Regions from separate parts of the Sus scrofa genome. Here region 2 is linked to region 1. Evidence: chromatin contacts called from public Hi-C data. All regions are on one chromosome and are shown on one strand. Each heading gives the region's core, a stretch centred on a gene start, on an enhancer-like site or on the middle of the called end of the contact. The rest is flanking DNA. Distances are from core to core; before and after follow the strand shown. Region 1 holds the start of FAS (Fas cell surface death receptor). Region 2 has its middle 22 kb from the start of ACTA2.

What was found. Hi-C and Micro-C count contacts between places; a contact is called where the count stands out from the background.
Region 2: a Hi-C map of alveolar macrophages shows a contact between it and region 1, with 2.8 times the contacts expected there. The contact joins the enhancer-like site here to the promoter of FAS in region 1. A contact is called at or near these places in 22 of 47 Hi-C or Micro-C datasets (adipose tissue, alveolar macrophages, blood and 11 more) and 2 of 2 datasets of contacts at active chromatin or transcription factors (alveolar macrophages and skeletal muscle).

Annotation. Positions count from the first base shown.
Region 1 is chr14:100,923,672-100,929,617 of Sscrofa11.1, reverse strand. FAS (Fas cell surface death receptor) reads right to left here and starts at 2,313. Exons shown (of 9, transcript NM_213839.1): 1 at 2,281-2,313. The coding sequence starts at 2,310.
Region 2 is chr14:100,861,936-100,867,970 of Sscrofa11.1, reverse strand. No RefSeq gene overlaps it. Among named protein-coding and RNA genes, the nearest start is that of ACTA2, 22 kb to the left of the region's middle. Within about 2 kb of position 1,705, at least 16 of the 83 cell types and tissues checked have an H3K27ac peak or open chromatin away from gene starts, as enhancers often do. A contact at or near this core is called in alveolar macrophages, where this site is marked.

The DNA of each region.
Region 1 (5,946 bases), core at 1,064-3,563:
TAAGTACTACTAAGTATAAAGTCATAAAAACAAGCATTTTCTGGAGACACAAAAGATGACATAATGGATGGTGTGGAAACTTCTTTAAGAACAGAGAGTTGGGCTAGCAGTGGGTGTAAGACAGGATTCTGTGTAAATTTAAAAGAGTCATATTAGAAAAGAAAAATGCAGGATATGTTACAAAATGATAAACAATGACAATCTAGGTGATAAGGATATGTCAGATTTTTTTTTTACACATCTGTATTGATATATTTTATTCAATAAATCTTCATGTCTTAGACCATATATCATATATTATACTATTAATTTATATTTAATACACAATATTATAGGTATTATAATAATATGCATATATAAACACATGTACATATATATATGCATATGTGTCTGTATACACGTGTGTGCATTCTTTTAGAAAAGCACTTTCCTTGGTGCTTTTTTTTTTGGTCTTTTTTTTTGCTATTTCTTGGGCCGCTCCCGAGGCATATGGAGTTTCCCAGGCTAGGGGTCGAATCAGAGCTGTAGCTGCCAGCCTATGCCAGAGCCACAGCAACGCGGGATCCGAGCCGCATCTGCGACCTACACTACAGCTCACGGTAACGCCGGATCGTTAACCCACTGAGCAAGGGCAGGGAGCGAACCCGCAACCTCATGGTTCCTAGTCGGATTCGTTAACCACTGCGCCACGACGGGAACTCCTCCTTGGTGCTTTAAACTTGCCCATCTGGTAAAGATGTTATAAGTATAAAAGTTAAGCATAGCTCTGGGCGTTGATACCTTTGCTATGCTTACCAGCATTGTTGTCCCAAGACCTAAGAGAGATTTTCAAAACAACTAACACTGCAATAAGGCCACGGTTAATGATAAAGAGAAGAGTGTGGTCTGAGGTTGCATAAATGGTTTCTCAATTTTGAATCTTAAATTTTCTTGGAGGAAATTTCTAAAGGAGCCCAAATATGGTACATAATTTCTGAAAAATTCAGGGAGAATTCTTTTGTTTTTCTCCCCAATCTAAGATGGTTCCGGACATCACTGATTTTTCCTTTCAATTCTTGGTGTAATCTGGACATCAGGTGCAATCAACAAATGCCCAGGCTTTGGAATTGGGCCTAAATTAAATTCCAGCTCTGCCACTTACTGGTTGCACTCGGTCGAATTACCTAAGCTTTCTGCACCCCGTTTCGCCATCTGTAAAATGAATGTGAGGACATCTTCCTTACCTTGCAGCCGCTGCTGAGAATTGACTGTGATCACGTTTATAAACACTTCTATCACAGTGCCTGGCACTTTGGTGGGGCCAGCAAAATAAGAAGGCATTGCCTTTCAGAGAATTTGGAACTCAAATGAAACCAAACGTCTTTAATTAGCGACCATCAAGGTGGCATTTCCGAGGCAGGGACTCAAAAAGAGGTGGCTGCTGCTTAGGCTTCTAGGCCAAGTACCGGCTCCAGGCTCGCCACCCTGCGCAGGCGCGGTGGCAGTGGGTACCACCGCTTGAGCAGTGGGGGCAAGGTTCCTTCCCTCCCCGAGTTCAGCAAACTAAAGTGAAGAACAGGACGTTAAAAAATAAATAAATAAATAAAGGCCAAACCTAAGGTCGTGACTTACGATCGGTAGGAGAGGGATTCCCGGAAGGGAAACAGTTTCTTTTTCTGTGTCGTGATAAGAAGGTAAACAAACCTCTTGAGGCGCATTCAGCCCCAAGATAACCTTTTCAAGAAAGAAACAGTGACGTCCAAAGCCTCGGGTTTAACCATTGCCTCGGGACTGATTTACTCCCTAAATTTGTGACACGTTCAGAAAACGTGTCTTCAGAGAGCTCATATTCTCACCGTCCCACAGCTCACACATACACCCGCGCAGAGGAGGACCTTTGTGGTGACATGTAAGGACTTGTCCAGACGATCCCCTCCTCTCTCGGGTAGGGCTCTCCCTCTGGCGACCCCCAAACATCCCAAGTCCCCGCCTGCCCCCGGCTCCCACCTCTCTCCGCGCCGCGAACAGGGCCCCCTGGGGCCGCGCGGTGCTGTTTTGCCTGCCGCGCAGGATCGCCGCTTCTCCTCCAACCCCAGGAAAGACGCGTTCCCCGGTTTCCTGAGACCTCGCCCTCAAGGAAAGTCCTAGCAGCCCTGAAAAGCCAGACTGCCAAACACCAGCCAAGCCCGGACGCCCACGCGCATCCCCTTAAGGTCATCGGAGCGCGTCCTGCGCGCTCCTCTAAGCGCCAACCTCTTGACCCAGCGGGGAGAGGCCCCCGCTAGGCAGGAGAGGACTTACCAGTGACAGGAGAACCCAGATCCCGGACATGGCTGTGGAGCCTCTCCAACTGCTAGCAGAGCAGGTCACACACCCCGTGAGAAGTGACAGTCCCGCCCTGCCCCTCCCCGCGCTCCAGCCAGCTCAGGAGTAAGTTCCCCGCCAAGGGCCCGCCCCCCGCGCTCAAGCCCAGTTACTTCTCCAGCCGCTTTCTTTTCTCCAGAAGCGTCTCAGAACACCTGCGTGTGGCTCTTCTGAGAGACCAGAAAAGACCTAAAGAAATGCCCCCGGGCCCTGGGGAGGAGGAGGGGAGTGGGGTGGCAGAGGAAGCTTTTCTGGGGAACGCCGGGTTTGGGGAAGGCGCCTTTGATTCAGCAACTCAGCCTGGGCGCGGGGGTGGCGGGACGTGGTGGGGGGTGGAAGAGCGGAGAGAGAGTCAGAGTCAGGGTTTGTTGCACAAATGGGCATTCCCCGTTGGGGTTGTTTCCGCTGGCATGTCTGGTTCAGGTGAGAACCCTGAGAGCCGGCTTGCTGTCTTTGCTACACTCTTTTGCCATTCAAACGGGGAAGGCTGGGGAGGGCTAGGGTACAGAGCGCAGACTTCCCGCCTCCTTGCAGGAGCCAGGGCCAACTGCCGGGAACTCAGAGAAGACCCAGCCTTCACTCAGCTCCGCGTGCCTGTAGGGGTGGGAACAGGAGAGTCTCACAGGAGCGCCGGACTAGTGTTTTGGTAGTGACAGTTATCAAACGAAAAGCTTCAGAGTGTGTGCTCTGGAGATTCTGAAGAGGGAGCACCCCTTGGCTTTTATTTCTCTAGAGGAGAGGGAGGCTAACTCCTATGACAAATCACACAGTTCCAGCCCTATTAGAAGTTCGCAATTACTTCCTCTCCTTTGTTACTCATTATTTCCTCTCTAATTTTCTTTAAAAAAAAAAAAAAAAGCACTTTTAGTGCTTTGGTTAACACTCACTCAAAGTCACTATTGTTTTGGAAAAGATGATCTGTTTAGCTAGTTCTGCAAGGATTTTACAGAAGGGAAGTTTGTATAATGGCATCATTAATGAGCATGTTTCTGAAAGTAGTTCCTAAGCTGGGAACAGATGCAGGGGTCAGTATCTCTGGCAACGTCCACATAGCTCTGCATCTCACTCTGTTGCCCATTAAGAATCTCCTTCCCCTCCTTCGGCCTGACCTGGCACTGGCTTGTTCCTTATCCGTCAGATTCCCTCTTGGAGGACATTTTCTTCTGCCAGCCTTTCCAGGCTCTAAAGCCTGGGTTAGGTCACTTTCCTAAATACTTTCACTGACCTTGTGTTTTGCCCTGCAGGATGGCCAAGTCTTGTAGGTGTTGCTTTGCCTATCTCTGCCTCAGCTCCCAACAGACTGTTAGTGAGGGTTATGAAGAAGACTCTGGCCCGAAGTTCCCATTGTGGCACAGGGGAAATGAATCTGACTAGGAACCAGGAGGTTGCGGGTTTGATCCCTGGCCTTGCTCAGTGGGTTAAGGATCTGGTGTTGCCCTGATCTGTGGTCTAGGTCGCAGATGTGGCTTGGATCCTGTGTTGCTGTGGCTGTGGTATAGGCTGTAGCTCCAATTCGACCCCTAGCCTGGGAACCTCCATATGCTGCGGGTGAGGCCCTAAAAAGCAAACAAAACAAACAAACAAAAAAGAAGACCCTGGCTGGCCAGTCCTGTTCCTACAGATCATAGCACAAAACAGAAGTGAATGGGTGGTGGCAGATGGGGGAGGGTGGAGTGGGATGGTTATGGAGACTCTGTGTCTGTGTTATCTCTGCAACATTTCTATAAACCTGAAACTATTCTGAAATTAAGATTTATTGAAACAAATCATAAAAAGAAGGAAGGAAAGAAAGGAGGGAGGAAGAGAGAAAGGAAAGGAGAAAAGAGAGAGAGAGGACAATTGACAAAATCAACATCTCTTATGAGTGCACCAGCAACTTTTACAAATGGTTTTTCCTTATTTAATATTTACCATTTTAGCCCAGTGAGGTAGATGATTATTAAACTTACTTTACACATAAAGAATTGGAGCCAAAAAAAGTTTAAGCAACATCGGCGGTTTCATTAGTCAATAAATAGCAAATCTAACAATTACATTTAGATATTCTTGTTCCTGAGGCCCTGCACTGCCTAAGATCCTCCCCATCAACACACACACCTAATTCCCTTCAAGTTCAACAAAATAATAATCTATGCCTCGTGGGGAGAAATGTGATTGATGAGCAAAGGAATGTAGAAAATTTGGGGTTGACTTAAACAGCTCTCTTAATCCAAGGCTTCTCAGAGCCTTTAACATGCTCATCTGCATTGTGAATTAGGGGCTATGATATACACTGTTCCCCAGGCTTCTTGTCTTGTTTATGGAGTCCTTGGAAGAACACCTACTGAATGAACACTTTATGGATGCTTGTGTTCTGGGGAGAACAGTTGAGACATCTCTAAAGGTCATTTTTATTTATTTATTTTATTTCGTTTTCTTTTTAGGGCCTCAGCTGCAGCATATAGAAGTTCCCAGGCTAGGGGATGAATCAGAGCTGCGGGTGCCGGCCTGCACCACAGCCACAGCAACTCGGGATCCGAGCCACATCTGTGACCTACACTGCAGCTTGCAGCAATGCCGGATCCTTAACCCACTGAGCGAGGCCAGGGATCAAGCCAAACTATGTCAGCTATGTCAGGTTCTTAACCCACTGAGCCACAATGGGAATTTCGTTATTGTTATTTATTTATTTATTTGCTTTTTAGGGCTGCACCTGCGGCATATGGAAGTTCTGGGCTAGGGGTTGAATCCGAGCTTCTGCTGCTGGCCTATGCCACAGCTGCAGCAATGCGGGATCTGAGCCTCGTCTGTGACCTACACCACTGCTCATGGCAGTGCCAGCCAGATCTTTAACCCACTGAGCAAGGCCAGGGATTGAACCTGTATCCTCAAGGGTACTAATCTGGCTCATTATCACTGAGCCACAACAAGAACTTCCAAGAACTCCATTATTTTTATTTTAATAACACATTCCTAAGGGCCTCCAAGGGCAAAGAAATACAATTTTAATGATGGAATTTTGGGCGCTCTACCAGATGTGGGAGATATTTTGGCATCCATCTGTATTTTACTCAACCATGCCATATAAGTTCAAGCTTGTCTCTTCTACTCTAAAGATATCCTTGCTATTGAACATTTCATTTCAAACAACATTTAAACATGCATCTTCCTGGAGTACCCATTGGGACTCAGCTGTAACAAATCCAACTAGTATCCATGAGAATGAGGTTTTGGTCCCTGGACTTGTTCAGTGGGTTAAGGTTCTGGTGTTATTGTGAACTGTGGTGTAGATCACAGATGCAGATTGGATCCTTCATTGATGTGACTGTGGTGTCGGTGGTAGAGGCAGCTTGGATCTGGCATTGCTGTGACTGTGGTATAGGCTGGTGGCTACAGTTCTGATTTGACCTCCTAGCCTGGGGATTTCCATATGCCGCAGGTGTGGCCCCAAAAAGACAAAAAATAAATAAACATATCTCTTCCTATTTTAAAAAGCTGGGAAGGGAGTTCCCTAATGGCTTAATGAGTTAAGGGTCTGGCATTGTCACTGCTATGGCTCTGGTTTCAGCTGTGGCATGGGTTCCATCCCTGGCCCAGAAACTTCTACATGCTGCAGGTACAACC
Region 2 (6,035 bases), core at 456-2,955, 61 kb after region 1:
ACCGGAGATGAATATAAACATGGATTAAAGTGTATCAGTAAGAGAGTCCACACTGAATTCCAACTTGCGGAATCATTATACAACTCTACTCTCTTATAACCTCGGTTCTGGTAGCCTGATGGCTGAAAGCAAACAGGTGTGTGTGTGTATATTGCACATACACATATATCATATTTTGTAATATATTAACACATAACTTTTAACTTATGTATTAAACTTAATAAATATATATTAAAAGGTGGTATGACTTTCAGGTTTACCAGAGGACAAAAACAGAAAGAAATACTGCTCTAAAATCTCACTACACATCTAGATCATGTTTCCCTTTTGATCAATATTTGTCTCTGAAAACAATACTACAAATACATTCACAACAGGAGGGACGGGAAAAATAACAATACTTCCCAAGGACCACTGGTGTCAATCATCATGTATTTACAGGTATCCTCACTCATTTGTTCATCAGAAATACATGTGGAAAATATTATCCTGTCCATTTTATAGATAAATGGGAGTTGTTCCCTTAATACCATCATACAGGAGAGCTGCCACCCTTTGTTTCTCTTTTACCCATGTGGCTTGTAGGAGATACAAATACATATAAAAACTCCTCTCTGTCCCTAAACAGAGACAGAGACTCCTGTCCTTAGTCTCAAGGCAGTGTTCTGTCCAGACTGTTGAGTGTCCTCAGCAGCTCCCAGGCTGGGTACCACTTGTTCTCCTGGGTACAAACATCTGGATGGGGTAATCAACCACCGATTGTCCTTGGGAGTGAGAGGATCTCCATTCACGTCGACATCTCACTGCAGAGACCTCAGGGCCCAAGATTTAATGGCTATTTGGTCCAGAAAACCCAAGCTCCCCTGGTCTTCTCTGCCCTGTAGCTTGAGGTAATTAGGATGATTATTGCAAATAATATGAGCTGTCATGTGCTGGGCACCTGTCATGACCAGATCCTGCCAAGCCCTTTCTATTAGGATCTCATTTCATCCCACAACAGCCCTATGGAGTGGATGTTCTCACTCTCTCTCTCTCTCTCTTTTTTTTTTCCTCACAGTTGGAGCAACTGAGGCTACCCAGGTTAAGGAATATACCCAATGTCATTCCACTGACAGAGGTGAGACTTGAGCTGCAAATCCATACTTTTAGCTTTTAAGCCAGCATTTCTCAAAGAATAGTCCACACAGATCAACCTCTTTGGGGGCTCACTTTAAATAGGCAGATTTCTGAAAAACCCAAGGGCTGCTGAGCTACAACATCTGTTGATGTGGCTGCAAACCTGAGCTTTAATCAGATTTCTCTGGTGATTTTTTTTTGGTCACTTCCATGGCATGCAGAAGTTCCTGGGTCAAGGACTGACCCCGCGCCACAGCTGTAATCAGAGCCACAGCCATGACAACACCAGAACCTTAAGCTGCTGAGTCAGGAGGGAATTCTGGTAATTGTCTGGCACATCAAAATTTAAGAATCTCTGTAACATGCTATGATTGAAATGCTCCAGTTGTGAATTTTTGCTTACCAGGCAAGGCACTCAATACCTCCTGGACTGAAATTTAAGGATTAGACACTTGGGAATGGATCACTTTGAAAATTTAGGCAAAACTCACCAAGCATTCCCAGAGTCATTGCAAGGTTTAGGACAAGTGAACCAAGTTGGCTGTACTTCATATTCACCACCAGAGGGCGCGAGCTCTCCGCTAAAGGAAAGGGCTTTTAGACCAGTTTCTCAATCTGGAAACTGGCAGGGCCAGAGGCAAAAATCAGGGAAACCAGAACCATCCACTGAACATGCATGATTGAAATGTTCTTTGTGAGCACTCAGCCACAGGGCCTAAGCACTTCCTCCAGCGTAGATCAGTAACTCCTGGCCTTGATCTCACAAGATTCGCATGACTTGAAGGGCTGGACTTGGTGGCAGAGTCCCATTATCCAGGCTCATATGAATCTCCCGAGGAGAAAAAACCCACAGCAGACAGGTTTGGCTGCTTCCTCAGTCCTCTTCTCGCCTTAACGATAGCAAACCAAACACTAAGAGCCTTCTTCTATGACAGCCAATTTTCCCACCACGGGCTTTTGCAGCCCCTGAGGATGACATGGGATTTTAATAACATTGATCCACATCATGCAGCCTTTGCACAGGAGGAAGCATGACTTTTTAAATAAATGAATAATTCTCTGTTGTCTTTCTGATCTCATTTGTGCATTCATGCTAAGCTTGGGTATTTTTAGCAGGATTTCAAAGAACAGCCTGGAGAAGAATTTGCATTTCCTGTGAGGGATGGGGGCGTTGTCTGGGCCAGCATACTCACAGAGTGACCACAAGCCACTGCAGCAACTAAGCTTATACAAAAAGCCAGGAGAGAGAGAGAGAGAGCGAGAAAAAGAGAGAGAGAGAGACGGAGGGAATGGGATTGCTAGGGATGTAGTTCTTCTGTATCAGAGTGTAAAAACCAGATGTTTAAGTAATATTTGTTCCTGGGTGAGCCAAGCCAATTTAGAAAACATTTGAAAGGCACTTTCCAGATTTACAAAGAACAAGGTTCTGGCTGGATCAAACTTACTGTCTATGAGGAAATGGACATTAAACAAATAGGTAGAGTACACTAAGAGGATTACGAAAGTGGAAATACATGGGTTATAAGCTCTTATGACCTTGGGGAGGCTTCCTTGAGAAGGTGGAGTTTAAGAAGAGCCTTAAAGGAGTTCCCATTGTGGCTCAGTGGTTAACGAATCCGAATAGGAACCATGAGGTTGCGGGTTTGATCCCTGGCCTTGCTCAGGATCCGGCGTTACTTTGGGCTGTGATGTAGGTTGCAGTCGAGGCTCGGATTCCGCATTGCTGTGGCTCTGGTGTAGGCTGGTGGCTATGGCTCCAATTTGACCCTTAGCCTGGGAACCTCCATATGCCGTGGGAGCGGCCCAAGAAACAGCAAAAAAAGACAAAAAAAAAAAAAAAAAAAGAGGCCTAAAGAGTCACAGTTAACTGGGAAAAAAATGGGGGGGGGGGTGAGGGTGTTGAGACTGGAGAAGAGGAAGTAGCATGAACAGGAATGTGCTCCAGGCAGAGGCCCAGAGATGGGAGAGGACGCATGTGTAGAAAAGAGAACCCCAAAGAACTGGGCCACACATAGACTTTAGAAGTATGACTCTAGTTGACTCAGTTTTCCAAAGCAGAGCTCATAGCGTTTTCTCTGTGAAATGTCTGCCTTGAAATCCGTCACCCATTACAAGCAATTAAGGCAACCCTGAATGAGAAGTTGGTAGCTCTGAGTCATTTGCCCTTGGCAAACATTTCCTCTTGCAGATTAATTCAATTCTTCATCTCCATTTCATAAAGGTATCTGGGAAACAAAGACCCTAAAACTACCGACTTTCACTATGCTCTGTCCTGATGGCTCCATCTAGTCCAGACTTCTGTTCTTCTTGTGGTAACTTCATGCCCCCTTAAAGATGGAAGGGAGATGTGCTCTCACGGCACAGTGGGTCTAGGTTCTGGCTTTGTCACCGCAGTGGCTTGGGTCACTGTTGTGGCAGATAAGGAAACAGGCTCCTCTGTAGTTTGGTTAATGACAATTTTCAGAGGCCTAAATAAAGCTCAAAGTCCGTAAGTAGGTTTCTTCTCATTGGAGAAAAACCACTGTCGTCACACCAAATCAAAAGCTAATCTTTTTTACATTCTACATTCTTCTTAGATCATATCTTATATTTCTTTCCCTATGCATTTTGTTTTGAAACTTATTCCTCGGTCCTTTCATTGGATCACTTCTCTCCCCCCCCATATTTATTTATTTATTTATTTATTATTTTTTAGGGCTACACCCGAGGCAGAAGGAAGGTCCTTGGCTAAGGGTCGAATCGGAGCTGCAGCTGCTGGCCTACGCCACAGCCACAGCAATGGAGGATCTGAGCCACATCTGTGACCCACACTGCAGCTCACGGCAACACTGGCTCCTTAACCCAGTGAGCGAGGCCAGGGATCGAACCTGTGTCTTCAAGGATGCTAGCCACGCTTGTTACCGCCGAGCCGCCACAGGAACTTCCTTCCCCTTAGATCTTTGTACATGTGCTACAATGTAAAACGCCTTAAGAAGTGGCCTGAAATCATTTAGCGTCATCCTTACTTTACAAAATAGCATCCCTACCCGGACAAAAATGTATTAAGCAGGTGGCTTGTCGTCTCCAAATTAAAGCCAGTCCTCGTTGTTAAAAACAGAAAAAGTTTGTGATTTCAGATGTGTCTTCTAATGTGGTCTTCTCCCTTTTGAATGTATAACCACTGCATTTACTGAAAAGCAAAAGTAGCATTTGAGAGCACCATTACTGTGGCTCTAGTGGGTTTCTCTCACTTCTGTATTTCTAATCCTACCCAGTCCAAAGTGTGGACCATCTTTGATGAGGTCCTGCTTAGTAATGTTTTTGTCAGCTGCCCCCAAGTAACCAGAGCCAAGCTGTTAGAAAACAAATTTCTTAAAAAAAAGAGAGACATTTTGGATATTGATGGTCTTCACAATAAACAAGCTAAAGTCTTCTAAGAACAAAGAGCTGAAAGTTTACCTCTCTCCTTTTATCTTTGCCAAATACATGACATTTCTCAGGCATCCTCTTCACAGAAGATGTCTTTCACTAGGAAATTCTGCAAGACATGCTAGAGGAGCAACATCTGCTTTCCACATTTGGGACAACTGTTGCTGGTTTTGTAACGGAATTTTTTTTTTTTTTTTTTTTTTTTTTGGTCTTTTTCTTAGGGCCACACCCTCAGCATGTGGAGGTTCCCAGGTTAGGGGTCAAATCGGAGCTGTAGCTGCTGGCCTACGCCACAGCCACAGCAACGCCGGATTCTTAACTCACTGAGCGAGGCCAGGGATCAAACCCTCATGGATACGAGTCAGGTTTGTTAACCGCTGAGCCATGATGGGAATTCCTGCAACAAAAATTTTAAGTCCAAACCATTGTAATAAGGCACTTTCCAGCATGACCAAAGCAGCTGCAGCAGGGGAATACTGAACCAATTTTAGGATGTGGCCTTAATGGACACTGTATCTCAAATATAAGGGCAATTTTTCCAAAGCAAAATTCTCCTAGAAGAAACCAGACACAACTTCAATAGCTGAGAAGAGTCGGCAGACATCCTGCTTGGCTCCTCTGTACATGATAAGGTCTATGGAGAAGAGGGTGATTTCTGCATGACAGCAAAGAAAGTCATTTCCACTCTGTCTCTGAGAAAAAAGAAAACAAACCACTCCAGTAAATATTTATTGAGCACAGCATTAGTTCGCTAGTGTTGCCATGACAACACAGGCTGGGTGGCTTAAACTGCAGAAATGTATTTGCTCCCAGTTCTAGAAGCTGGAAGTCAGAGATCAGGGTTTTGGCAGATTGGGCTTCTTCTGAGGTCTGTCTGTCCGTAGCTGGCCATCTCCTCCCTGTTTCTGTGTCCTGGTCGCTTCTGACAAGGGCACCAGCCATAGTGGGTGAGGGCTCCCTCTAGTGGCCTCGTTGTAACAGTTACCCTTTGATGGTTTGGTCTTCAAATCCAGTCACTTTCTGAGGTACTGGGTTAGGACTTCAACATAGGGACTTTGGGGGAACACACTTCAGCCTGTAACAAGTACATACTAGATGCCTGGCACTGAGTACTAACAGACTAGCATGAAAACCCAGAGGAATCTTAGGCTTAATTGGGTCATTTTCTCCAGATACACACATCTGAAAAGAAATGATTTTTACCATAGAAGAAGGTAAGGAAGGGGCAGATGGGGCCCTGGAACAGATTCATACTCAAAGGAGGGAGCTATACTGCCTGTTGTGATGAGATCTTCCAGAGGAGGCTCTCCCAGGGAACCGCTGTGGTCACACACTCACACACCCCAAGCCCACTCACGTGGGCCTCCAGGGTGACTCAGGGGTCTCTGCCTCCTGGCCAGCCCATCCCTCTGTGTTATGGCTCTATCTCTGATGCTTCCTCTTTCAGACATAAAGCCTCAGAAACTCTTTCTTCCAGGCAGGGCAAGTCACAGCTTCTCTGCATCTAAGCA